2 separate regions of the Hordeum vulgare genome follow, and region 2 is linked to region 1. A link is a contact called in public Hi-C data. All regions are on one chromosome and are shown on one strand. The core of a region is the stretch at or near the end of the contact, and the rest is flanking DNA. Distances in the headings are between cores, read along the strand shown.

Region 1 (6,627 bases), core at 2,315-4,814:
GGAATCATTGTTTTTGGACTTCTTCTTTCGCGCGTACACCTTCTTCTGTTGTGCCCTGTTACACCGCAATCTCCACATTGTGATCTCTCAGTAGGCTCTTGGAATTGGTTGTTCCCCATTTCTCTGCCACCACCATGGCCCCATCCATCCATGTCTCCTCTAAAACGCTTTGTCTTTCGTCTTCCCAGTTTCACAACCTTCCACTCTGGGTCGGGCCATAGTTGTACTCCATGATACTCCGGCCATTGTGATTGGTCAAAGTATGGTTCAAATCTAGGAGCCCATGTATGCTTCGTGGTCATGATCGAGAACTCGGACTCCCTCACGGTTAGTGGATGGTTGACGTCCACATTCCTACTGCGAGCTGCCGTGTACAAATGCGAGCATGCGAGATGAAGCAACCTTGGTCTCCCACAAGAGCAATCACACAAGGATAAAGACACCTTGAACGCCCTGTTTCCGTGTTGCTGGCCATCGTTTGTCATTCCTCCGGGCTCATTCACTTCGTATGTACAATCCTCGTTGTTGTACAGGGTAGCCGTTTGGGAGTCAGCCTTCCGTGATTGAAATACCATCCATTTGTCAACCTTTGGTGGAAACTGGTACTTATACTTTTTCTTGTTCTCTCCCGCAATCTGATCATCTGTTTCTTGTGAGTACTTTAGAAAGTATGCTCTCAACTTGTCGAATGTGTATTGAACTATTGCCGTCACCGGCAACGCACGGACACCCTTCAACACCCGGTTGAAGCATTCTGCCATGTTACTGGTCATTTGACCATATCTTCGGCCATCTTCGTCATAAGCTCGTGCCCACTTGGCCCGAAGTTCAATGTGCCTGTTAAGAAACTCAAGCCCACCTGCATCAAGTTTTTTGTTTACAAGCAAAGCATTATACAATCTTGCAAATCGTTTGTCAGAAAATGCTTGACAACAATCCTGAAGATCATCCGCGAACTCCTTGCTACCACATGCCCGGTAGAAGTTTGCACAGAAATGCCTCATGCACCATCGATGATGCAAAGGAGCATGACCGGGAATGACAATGTCAACCGCGTTAAGTATGCCTTGATGACGATCCGATATGACACATATTTCCCTCTCAAACGGTAATACTTTGGTTCTCAAAATATGCAAGAACCATTCCCAGTTAACATTGTTCTCTGCCTCAACCAAAGCAAAAGCCAAAGGCATCAACCGGTTATTGGCATCACTTGCTATTGCAACCAACAAAGTGCCCTTGAATTGTCCGGTCAAAAACGTGCCATCGATGGAGATGAAAGGACGACAGTGCTGGAAAGCCCTCACACATTGCTCAAATGCCCAAAATGCACGGCCAAATACGCGAACCCTATTTCCATTCTTAATCCTTGTTTTCTCCCCATACGGCTCGACCACATGAACCATGCCCGGGTTAGTGTGGGCAATAGCTCCCAACAACCTAGGTATGCGGTTGTATGCTTCCTCCCAATCACCATACAACATCTTGAATGCGGCTTGCTTTGCTTTCCATGCCTTACCATATTTCACCTCGTAGTGAAAGAGGGCTTTCACAAGGTCTTGTACGCTTTTTATGCTCATTGTAGGAAGAGAGGAGATGGAGTTGGAAAGCCTATAAGCGATGAACTCGGAGGTTAGTTGTCTATGGCTTTGCGACGATAGGGCACCATCAACCCTCTTGCCTTGACACATGTGAGGCATACAACTGACAATGTTCCATCCTGGCCCTCCTTTCCATGGTCTTGCACAGACAATCCAAGGACAACCTCTATCCTCACAAGCAACCGTGTAACGCAGCTTCATGTTTGAATGAACAACTTTGTGTGGCCTGTAATGCGTAACAGAATATTCATCCAACCACATCTTCAGTTCAAAGAATGTTTCGAACTTTGACCCCGGCAAAATAATATTCTTCCCATGTGTGTCCCGATGAGAAGGTGGCCTAACTCCAAACAATATGCCTTCGCCTCCGTCAACCACGGCTTCATCCGCAATGCTAAGATCCTCGAACAATGGTGTCCGGTGATCACGCTTTAATACCTTCGTGAAAGCTTCAGCCTCCTTTGCCGTGAACCCTTCCTCATCAACTTCTTCATCGGGACCCTCATCGTCAGACTCAGAGGCATACCCACGTGAGTACGGAATGGAATGGTCCATTGTCTCTTGCAAATTATATTTGTCCAAATCACCAAGATTGTTGTCATGAAGAACATTACCATCATCATAGTGCTCATAATTAGCCTCTACCAATGGTTCATGTTCAATGTTGACCTCTTCGTTAGCCTCATAAACACAAGAAAGAGGTTCAATACTGGCCTCTTCGTTGATGGTTGCAGGAATAGCTTCAACAATCGAAGAGGAAACCCGGTTCAAATCCAACAAGTTAGGAACATTTGTTTTCATGGCAAATAACTCTAGAGCCTTGTCTAGTGATTCTGCCACCGTATCCTTGTATGCAAGCCAACGTTGCTCGGAGTTGACACGCATGGTCTTCCAACGAATGTGCATTCCGAATCCCACATTATGCCTACCAGCAAACTCAACTACATCACTAGGGTCCATCCAATTCAAATCCTTTCGAACTTGTTCCAACAATTCAGCATAGCTAGGACACAAATCGAACACCATGTCAAGCTCATCCGGGTCCGGACCAATATTGCCTTTTAAAAAGGCATCCTTGTCCACGTGATGAACATAAACACATGTTCTTCTCATACCTAAACAACAAAACATAGAACCTTTTTATGAGCAATCATACAATTACAATAACCATAGCCTAACTTCCAAATAACCCTAACCCCCTCATAACCCTAACACAACCAAACATCCCTAACCCTAGCATAACCATAGCCTAACCCTAGCCTAACCCTAAAACAACCATAATGCACACATCCAAACAACCCTAATCCTAACCCCATCATACCCCTTATCCTAACATACAAACAATAAAACAATATGATATACATCCCACATTTCATGAAAAACTAGGGTTTCCTCAAATTTGCAAAAAAAAGAACACAAAAGATATTCCTTTGGATGAGAATGAGGGAAGAGGTGGGGATTACCTTAGGGGAGTGATTGGACAACAAATGCCCGCTCCAAACCTTCAGATTTGGTGATGTAGAGAAGGATTTGAGGGAGGGGGCAATGGCTGGGAGAGGGGCTGGGGGAGGGGAATGAGGGAGGGGGTGGGGAAGGGGGTGGGGAGGGGGCTGGCCCGTGGCTCTGTAAGTCAGTGTGTGGCGCCTAAGGGTCAGGCGCCACACATTACAATGTGTGACGCCCGAGGCTTAGGCGTCACACTGCCTGGGGGTGGGGCCCTCCCTGCCACGTGGTCGGGGGTGTGACGCCTAACCTCTAGGCGTCACACAGTACAGTGTGGCGCCTAGGTGTCGGGCGCCACACAAAAGGGTCAGGCCGGTGAATTATTTCTTCCAAGGAGTCAATCCGTGAGTTCTTTCGTCCCAGGGGTCATTTTTGTCAATTTTTCCTACCGGGCCTGACTGGTTCCAAACGCAATCCCATTGTCTCATCCGATCGTCTCCGAGTTCGAACTCCCCACTTCCTGACCCTCCAACGATGTGCTCCTGCGCGCCCCTCCCCCACCCACCCTGCAAACCCGCGCCAGCGCCACATCCAAACCTAAACCCAAAGCTCAGCGCCGCCTCCGCGCACGGACCAACACTGCTCCGCTGCGCCCTCGTCGCGCGCGCGGCCGCAAGGGACGATCCGCCGCCGGCGCCGTCCAGCTTCGACTTCCTGGCGCTGAAGCGGGAGCTCGAGGAGCAGGAGGAGGCGGTGGTCTCTGTGGATGTGACGGGGGGAGGAGGAGACGAGGTTGTTAACGAGGAAGATGACGAGAGGGAGCCGAAGAGGATTGGTAGCAGCGGGAGGAGGACGGGGAGGCAAATGGCGAGGCGGTCGGGGCTGCTAGCGAAGCAGGTGATCAGCGTCAGCTCAGCGCGGAGCCTCGGGTTCGTGTCTCAGCTGTGGGTCGACGCCTCGTCGGTACGGGCTCCTCCTCCCTGCACCTGTTTTCGTTTGGCCAAGCCATCTGATGTGACTTGGCCAGTTCACGAGTGGCGATTGCAAATTACGGTTCACATCCTCGTGGTGGTCTGTTAATTTAGTTGTTCCCGCATCTTACATGAAGGGCACGATCTACCATCATGACGCAATGCCTTACCGTGTTATCTGTCATCACGAGTTCACGACCACGAGACCAAATGTATGCTGTTGTTCTATCTGGGCTTAAGTCATATCTGTGATATGTTTAGTGTAATGTGTAATGTGTTAATGTTCTAGCGTGATTGGCAGATGTGGGTGTGATTTCCTCTTCTTCTATTGGCACACATTTCCTAGCTGCCAACGGGGCCTTTCCTCCATGAAGTTTGGATTCCGCTGTCGTATATCAGATCAATTAGCTGTGGGTGCTTTCCCATAATGCGTAAACTGTGACATACAGAGGGTCAGCTACATCCTTGCTTAGGCGATACTGAATACTTTAAAGGGTCATTTAGCATTATGACTAACGAGCACTAAAATAATTCATTAGGAAACATGGGCATTCACCCACTTATGGTTTGAGCACCAAATCATCATGAAGTTTCGAAAGTATTTGATGATGTTAGCCTCTAGAGTGCGTTTGAAGTTTCAACTTCCAATTAAAAGAAACAAAAACAACAAGTTTGTTGTGAAAAGTAGTATTTGTCTTCTTTTCATTTATCACTTGTCAGATTCTTCTCATTTCTGTTACTCCTAAATTTTGTACATAGGTGTAGTGAATTGAGAAGTACACTGGTTTTTCTTCCTGATGATTTAGTGCCTGAACTGAAAGGCAAGTGCATGTGATATGATTGATGATATGTTGCTATGAATATAAATGAATGGATGAATACATATATTATTCAAATAATGTATGTCTTGGCGCAAGTTCTGATGTGGTTTTCAAATCTCCCTGTGGCCAGCCGCACTAGGGGGGAGGGGGACTGGAGGGTGATAGGCTGTGCTTGACCGACTATGCTAGGTGAGGGGGAGGCAAGAAATGGATAACACCTGTTGTGAAAGCGGCTACGAAGATGGGCTTTGTGTTCAGATTTTAGCCTAGGGTGTCAGACAAAGCTTCACCATTCATCTTCTCTTGTAGTCCCTTTTTCTACTAGAATTCACAACCCAACTAAGCTCGGTTAATCTAAGATTCACGCGTACACATATGTTTTTGATTTATTAAAGGAAATTTCCCAGCTTATCATAGCAACCGGAAAACATTTTTTTTTTTTTTTTTGCAATTGACTTCTTAAGGCCCACTGAACCAGGAGTGTTCCTGGTGCCAACCTATCCGTACGTGAAAAATGAAGATGGATTAAAAATAGAATGCATCCTCTTCATCTTGGACAGGGGTGTGTGGAAGCTTGCTGTCCATGTGCCAGAACCATGAGTTGTCGCGAGATCTTATGGGTTTCACCTCTAGACTACCCCAACTTGTTTGGGACTAAAGGCTTTGTTATTGTTGTTTGTTGTTGCATCCTCTTCATCTTCCTCAGCCAGCGAAGCTCAGCCTACTTGTCATCAGTATCAATCATCAATATTACCTGTATTTTCTGGCAATATCCTTGCCATGAAAACATCGATACTTCCAGCAACCAGTGTACCCTTATCGGATACCGTATCCGATACTGATTCTTTCCCGATACGTCCCAGATACCTCTCAGGCTCTACTAGTGCCGGTGGTGGGCGCCTTTCCCCGGTGCTCCTGCTCCCTCCTGTAGAATTCTATCTTACGGAAGGTTGCTGATTTCCTCCTCCCTTTCCCTCTAACTGAAATTTTACATGAACTTGTTGGCTGTTGGTTCTTGCTTTTGTTGAAATCATGGATAAGAAGATAGAAGATAATGGACTGCACTGATAGAAGATAATGGACTGCACTGACTAAATATATGCTAAATGGCTTTATGCTTATTGATACCATATCTTTTTTATTGTTTAAAAAAGTAGTCAAGTGGATCCCCGTATTGGCACTTTTCAGAATTGCCGTATTTACATATCCATATCGGTGCAATCTAGATCCTCGCTGATGAATCCAAATAGCCCTTGCTTTATGATTTGCACCTTCATTAAAGAAATAGCCCACAAGTAACTGAAGTAACTTCCCGAATATATTATTTGGTGTTGGCAAATATGAGTTAAGGTCACATTATTGCTCCGAGTATAAACAACCTGTAATAACGCTGCAATGAGGACATGCCTGACCTTGTGGGTTCTACCCTAGTTTACAGTCATAGATCAAAGCTGGTATTGGATCTAGTTTACTATCATAGACCATGCTCCACCTTCCTCTTTTTTCTTTTGGAGAAATCCTCTTATGTTTTGATACGAACCTTTCCCTTCTTAGGATTTGTATGTTTAAACCAAACATTTTCCTAGTAGCAAAAATACTGTAGTCAATTGCCACAGTTGAACAATCTTTTATTCCGAGTTATCCATTATCATATGGTAGCAAAACACATGTGCTTTGCCACAGATGGAAATATATAACTGATCATGTTAAGTTATTGCCGTCGTCACAGTTTCCTCTACGCTGTCGTAGCCATCTGAGTTACTCTCGGAGCAGCTTAGATCTTTACATTGT
Region 2 (6,627 bases), core at 2,903-5,402, 300 kb before region 1:
GTATTCGAGCTCGTGAGCCATATAATAAAGAGTGTCTTAGTTGAAGGGCCTTGCCTCTTGCCATGATCAAAAGATTGAGAAAAGAACAAAAGCATGAAAGATCATGTAATGATCTTATGGGAAGTGATGGCTTCACATATAAAAAGAATGTTGATTGAAACTTGTTGAGGGTAGACAAACGTAGACCTTGGTCATTGTTGCAATTAATAGGAAGTGATAAAGAAGGAGAGGTTCACATACAAATATATCATCTTTAACACCATCTATGATTGTGAACACTCACTAAACTATTGCATGCTTAGAAGTAGATGTTGGACAAGGAAGACAACATAATGAATTGTGTTTGCTTGGTTCCGAACAATGTTATATAATTAGAGATCCCTTAGCATGTGACGATTGCTTCCACCCCATATTAGCCAAAACCTCCCGCACTAAGTAGAGATACTACTTGTGCATCCACAAACTTTCAACCCAATTTTGCCATGAGAGTCCACCATACCTACCTATGGATTGAATAAGATCCCTCAAGTAAGTTGTCATCGGTGCAAGCAATAAAAATTGCTCCCTAATATGTTTGATCTATTAGTGTGTGGAAAATAAGCTTTGTACGAACCTGTGATGAGGAAGACATAAAAGCGACAAACTGCATAATAAAGTTCTTTATCACAGGAGGCAATATAAAGTGACATTCCTCCGCACTAAGAGGACACGCATCCAAACCTCAAAAGCGCATGACAACCTCTGCTTCCCTCTGCGAAGGGCCTATCTTGTACCTTTACTTTTTGCCCTTGAAAGAGTCATGGTGGTCTTCACCAATTCCTTGTTTCGCCTTTATCTTGGCTAACGTCATATGCTTGAGAAAGATATATATTCATATGTCAACTTGGAGGTAAGTATTCATTAATTATTATTGTTGACATTACCCTTGAGGTAAGTAGTTGGGAGGTGAAACTATAAGCCCCTATCTTTCTCTGTGTCCAGCTGAAACTTTGATCTCATGAGTACCACGTGAGTTGTAGCAATTGTAGAGAACGAAAAGATGATTGAGTATGTGGATTTGCTTTACAAGCTCTTATTTGACTCTTCCTGATGTTGTGATAAATTGCAATTGCTTCAATGACTATAGGCTATCGGTTGTTAATTCTCGGTAAGGTTCTTGATTCATACTTTACTTTGTGAAGGAATTGTCACTTTAGCATGAGAGATTATATGTTGGTATTGTTGTTCTAATCATGATCATGATGCCTACATGTTCGTATCTTGTTTTGTCGACACCTCTCTCTCTAAACATGTGGTCATGTTTATTAATCTAGGCTTTCGCTTGAGGACAAGCGAGGTCTAAGCTTGGGGGGAGTTGATACGTCCGTTTTGCATCATGCTTTCATGTTGATATTTATCGCTTTTTGGGCTGTTATTTCACTTCACGGTACAATACTTATGCCTTTTCTCTCTTATTTTGCAAGGTTTACATGAAGAGGGAGAATGCCGGTAGCTGGAATTCTGGCCTGAAAAAGGAGCAAGTTTGAGATGCCTATTCTGCGCAACTCCAAAAGCCGTGAAAATCAACGTGGATTTTTTTTGGGATTTATAAAAATACTGGGCCGAAGAAGTGCGAGAGGGGCGCCAGCAGGTGGCCACAAGCCTGCTAGGCGCGGCCACCCCCTGGCCGCGCCTAGGGGGCTTGTGGGCTCCCTGCTGGCCCACTGGCCCCCCTATTTTGCTACAAGAAGGGTTTCGGTCTCGAAAAAAAATCAAGAGGAGGCTTTTCGGAGGATTCGCCGTCGCCATGAGGCGGAACTTGAGCAGAACCAATCTAGAGCTCCGGCAGGACGATCCTACCGGGGAAACTTCTCTCCCGGAGGGGAAAATCATCACCATCGTCATCACCAACACTCCTCTCATCGGAGGAGACTCATCACCATCAACATCTTCATCTCCAAACCCTAGTTCATCTCTTGTAACCAATCTCCGTCTCGCGACTCCGATTGGTACTTGTAAGGTTGCTAGTAGTGTTAATTACTCTTTGTAGTTGATGCTAGTTGGATTACTTGGTGGAAGAGTTTATGTTCAGATCTTTGATGCTACTCATTACCTCTCTAGTCATGATTATGATTATGCTTTGTGAGTAGTTATTTTTGTTCCTGAGGACATGGGATAAGTCATGCTGTAAGTAGTCATGTGAATTTGGTATTCGTTCGATATTTTGATGTGTTGTATGTTGTTTTTCCTCTAGTGGTGTTATGTGAACGTCGACTACATAACACTTCACCATTATTTGGGCCTAGAGGAAGGCATTGGAAAGTAGTAAGTAGATGATGGGTTGCTAGAGTGGCAGAAGCTTAAACCCTAGTTTATGCGTTGCTTCGTAAGGGGCTGATTTGGATCCACTAGTTTAATGCTATGGTTAGACTTTGTCTTAATTCTTCTTTCGTAGTTGCGGATGCTTGCGAGAGGGGTTAATCATAAGTGGGATGCTTGTCCAAGTAAGGGCAGTACCCTAGCGCCGGTCCACCCACATATCAAACTATCAAAGTAACGAACGCGAATCATATGAACATGATGAAAACTAGCATGACAGAAATTCCCGTGTGTCCTCGGGAGCGTTTTTATTCCTATAAGAGTTTGTCCAGGCTTGTCCCTTGCTACAAAAGGGATTGGGCCACTTTGCTGCACCGTTGTTACTTTTATTACTTGCTACTTGCTACGAATCATCTCACCACACAACCACTTGTTACCGATAATTTCAGTGCTTGCAGATATTACCTTGCTGAAAACCACTTGTCAGATCCTTCTGCTCCTCGTTGAGCTCGACACTCTTACTTATCGAAAGGACTACGATTGATCCCATATACTTGTGGGTCATCAATCACCAACAACACTTGAGAAAGTCTAAGAGGCAAGACTAGGGATCTCTATTTAACCATTTATCATTCCACACGTGCATATGAGTTTTCCACTTAATCGCATATTCGAGGATCATAGCAGTTATATCATAGAATATAAACTCTTAATTATGAATATGGAAATATAATTGTATAATATTATTGCCTTTAGGGTATATTTCAACACTACTCACATATGGTCATGGAAGCAACAAGGCTGATGAATAAGCTTCTGATGATAGATTTCTTCCCCCGCATGGTGTCGGAACAAGCCTCCAAATCGGATCTCTTTAGAGCAACAACTTTCGGCGGCGGAAAAAATCAAAGAAATTTGGTACAAAGTGTTTCGTGATTTTAGGATTTATAGGTGAAAGACTGGGCGAGAGATTATGCACATGGCCCAACATGGCCTAGTGGTGCGGGTCCACCCGTGGCCACACCACCTAGTTACGTGGGTCCCCTAGCAGGTCTCGACACTTTCTGGACTCCTCATGATGCAAAAAAATCATATTACATTCTCCGGATTTTTGACCTCTGTAGACATGGATTTTCTGAAAAGTCAACAACATGCACAAAACAACAACTCGTTTTTTGATCTATGTGGACATGGATTTTCTAAAAAGTCGAGAACATGCAGAAAACAACAACTAACTATGGGCACCTAATTAATAGGCTACTCGAGAAAAATAATATAATTTGGTATAAAAAGTATTCGAAATTAAATATTATAATAGCGTAAAACAATTAGAAAACATATGTTTGAGACATATCAAGTAGTGCTGATGAGCACGATGACAATTGGAGATGCGGGGTGACAACGACATGAGCGTGCAAGGAGGAAGAAAGAGAATTGGATCGAGGGGATTGACCTAAATCTACTAGGATTCGTTTTCTCTTCTTTAGGAGAGGGGGGGGGGATTTCATCATTGGGGGAAATACAAGATAAATAAATTGTCATGTTTTGACTAGAACCAAGCTCAAATGTCTGCAATGACATTTATGGATGTGACAATTGAAGTGACGTTTTAAGTTCTAGAAATGTTGTAGTGGTATTTCTGGGAATCACAAAAATTACAGCGGTATTTATCGATTAACCATTTTTCTTTGATTTTGAAGCATACTTTTTTTTTCTTTGAAGAACTGAATTTGAAGCATACTGTCTATTGAAAAAGAAAAGGTCTGTAAAAGAAGGCCAAGGCCGCATCTAGGTTTTCCGTTGCCCGGAAAAAAAGAAGTCAGGCTAGGGTCTACAAATACGGCCCATCGTCTCTCGTCTGAGATAAACGCCTGGCAAAAGAAGTGGGAGAGAGAAAGAGCTCTGGACGACTGAAACCCTACCCGGAGCCCCGCCCCCGCCGCCGTCGCCTCTCCCTCTCGCTGTAAGAGTTGGAAACCCTTTCACCCGAGAATCCGTCTCTCTCCCATCCAACCCGATCTGATCCGGCTCCTGCGTCCTCCTTTCTAGGTTTAGAGCCGTCGCGCCGCCAGCAGAAGAGGGGGTGAAGAAGGCCAGCGTCACCATGGCGGACGAGGAGCAGATGGAGCGGAAGGAGGAGGCCACCGAGGTGAAACGCTCTCTTATCGGTTTCTCTCTGCACGTCTGTTTCGGCGGATTCGTCTTTGGTTTGGACGGCGACTAGGCTGCCAAACCAAGGGGAACGGATATAATTTCGTGCCTGCTGTTTGTCTGGTTTGTGAATTCGAGACGATGGGGTCCATCTGTCGATTTGTATGCTTTGGTTGAAGATGTCTAATCTGCAAGAGCGATTTAAGCTGCTAAGCCAATGGTGGTTGTGTGACGTGTAGTCAGATGCGGTACTGCCATGGTTCGCTCTACGGGCAGCAATTCTTATATTTGCTAAACGTACGAGACTTAACAATTAAGCATAGGATTTGAAGCTCGTGTAGCATTAAACAGTAGTACGTGATTTTTTAGGACATTTGAACTCTTAATGTCTGCCTATGCTGTAAGTAGATTTTTCTATCAGATGACCTAGATTTTTGCATCAGACCAGGTAAACAATTCATGTTGGAGATATTGGTGTTGTTATGCATCCCTGCCAATGACTATCATGGAAACAAAAGTGTGATGCTAACATTTGAAATTATATGTCACCATAATGTTGCCTTGTACTGAAATTACTGGATAACTTCACTGTTTTTATTTGACGGGCAAACAGTAGGGGAATCCCTTCATTGAATGAAGAGGTGGGAAGAAGACAGTGTGCTTCACTGTTTATTAGTATTAGTATTATGTTTAGTTTGGTTCCAAATAGTTGTATTCCAATGTTTTATATATTTGTTGTGCCATGCTTGTATTTCCTGTCTCTTGTGCACATTTATTGATAATGTTTATGATGTTTTGCAGATTGCACCTTTTGATCCAACCAAGAAGAAGAAGAAGAAGAAGGTCGTCATCCAAGATCCAGCTGATGAGGTTGATAAGCTGGCAGAGAAGACAGAGGGCTTGTCAGGTCTGTGTATTGATGCAAAAAAAAGATCTCATTATCTGCTGCCTGTTGTTGCTGAAAGTTTTCTGCATTATTTTCAGTCACTGAATCTGGCGAGCCAAGCTTCGCGGGATTGAAAAAGAAAAAGAAGAAAGTTGTGAGTTCATTATGCTGAGTTTGTGCCTCTGCTGTGTTTTGCTTATTTCCAATGCTGTTTGAAAAAGTTGTGAGATGTCTATTATCTATTTTGTACTCCCCAAGTCCTTTTAGAGATTCACTATGGACTACACACGGAGCAAAATGAATGAATCTACACTCTAAAGTATGTCTACATACATCCGTATGTAGTCCGTAGTGAAATCTCTAAAAGACCTGTATTTAGGAACGGAGGGAGTATATGACATTAGATTATGTTGTCATGTTCTCCTTTCTCATGCCAAACCTAATGAGATGCCAATGCAATAAGCCACTACAATGCCCAAGCCTCAGGGTTCATCACTGTTGAAAATACTGTTTGGACTATCAGTTTTGTCTTGCTATTTGCTCTAACTCACCGATGTTCAAATTTCAGGTGGAACTTGATCCATCGCTTGTTGAGGCTGGAGATGGTGAAGACACTCTTGGTAAATATATTGATATATTGATTGTCAGTATTTTATTTATCTTCATTACGTTCGCTGTTGTATCTGAGCATGTATGTAATGTCCAGATGATCAAGTCGGAGAGGATGAACAAGGAGAAGGGATTGTGCTGGGTGGAGCAACCCAATACCCATGGGAAGGAACTGATAGAGATTACAAATACGATGAGGTAATTGTACTTCCATGTCTGTTTAATTAACATTTTACTATCCTATTATTGAATGTTGACAAATGACAGACCATTAGTTCTGCGAACAAACTAATATTAAAGATCATTTGTTTAATCATTTCATTTCAGTTGCTTTACAGTGCATATTGAGAAGCGTTCTTAAGTTCTTTCTGTGTGCTTTTTGATTTAGTTCTTTGTTATTTATTTATTAGATGCTATTGGTACATGACGAGAATATTGGATAGTGCTCAGTTTCATTTTGGTGAAATCTAATCATCAAGCTGTTTGGTTACAGCTGCTTGGCAGAGTCTTCAATATCCTGCGTGAGAATAATCCAGATCTTGCTGGTGATAGACGAAGAACAGTTATGCGGCCTCCTCAAGTTCTTAGGGAAGGCACAAAGAAGACAGTTTTTGTGAACTTCATGGACTTGTGCAAAACGTAATTCTTCTTTGTTTTTGCCCCATATGATATTGTTTTCTGTT

Evidence for each region. Hi-C and Micro-C count contacts between places; a contact is called where the count stands out from the background.
Region 2: a Hi-C map of seedling shows a contact between it and region 1, with 3 times the contacts expected there. The contact joins the promoter of LOC123448713 here to the promoter of LOC123448710 in region 1. A contact is called at or near these places in 2 of 6 Hi-C or Micro-C datasets (leaf and seedling).

Annotation. Positions count from the first base shown.
Region 1 is chr4H:396,409,695-396,416,321 of MorexV3_pseudomolecules_assembly, reverse strand. LOC123448710 reads left to right here and starts at 3,564. Exons shown (of 7, transcript XM_045125685.1): 1 at 3,564-4,007; 2 at 4,153-4,227. The coding sequence starts at 3,579.
Region 2 is chr4H:396,707,698-396,714,324 of MorexV3_pseudomolecules_assembly, reverse strand. LOC123448713 (eukaryotic translation initiation factor 2 subunit beta) reads left to right here and starts at 4,152. Exons shown (of 10, transcript XM_045125688.1): 1 at 4,152-4,261; 2 at 4,348-4,447; 3 at 5,251-5,356; 4 at 5,434-5,489; 5 at 5,904-5,955; 6 at 6,042-6,142; 7 at 6,438-6,583. The coding sequence starts at 4,403.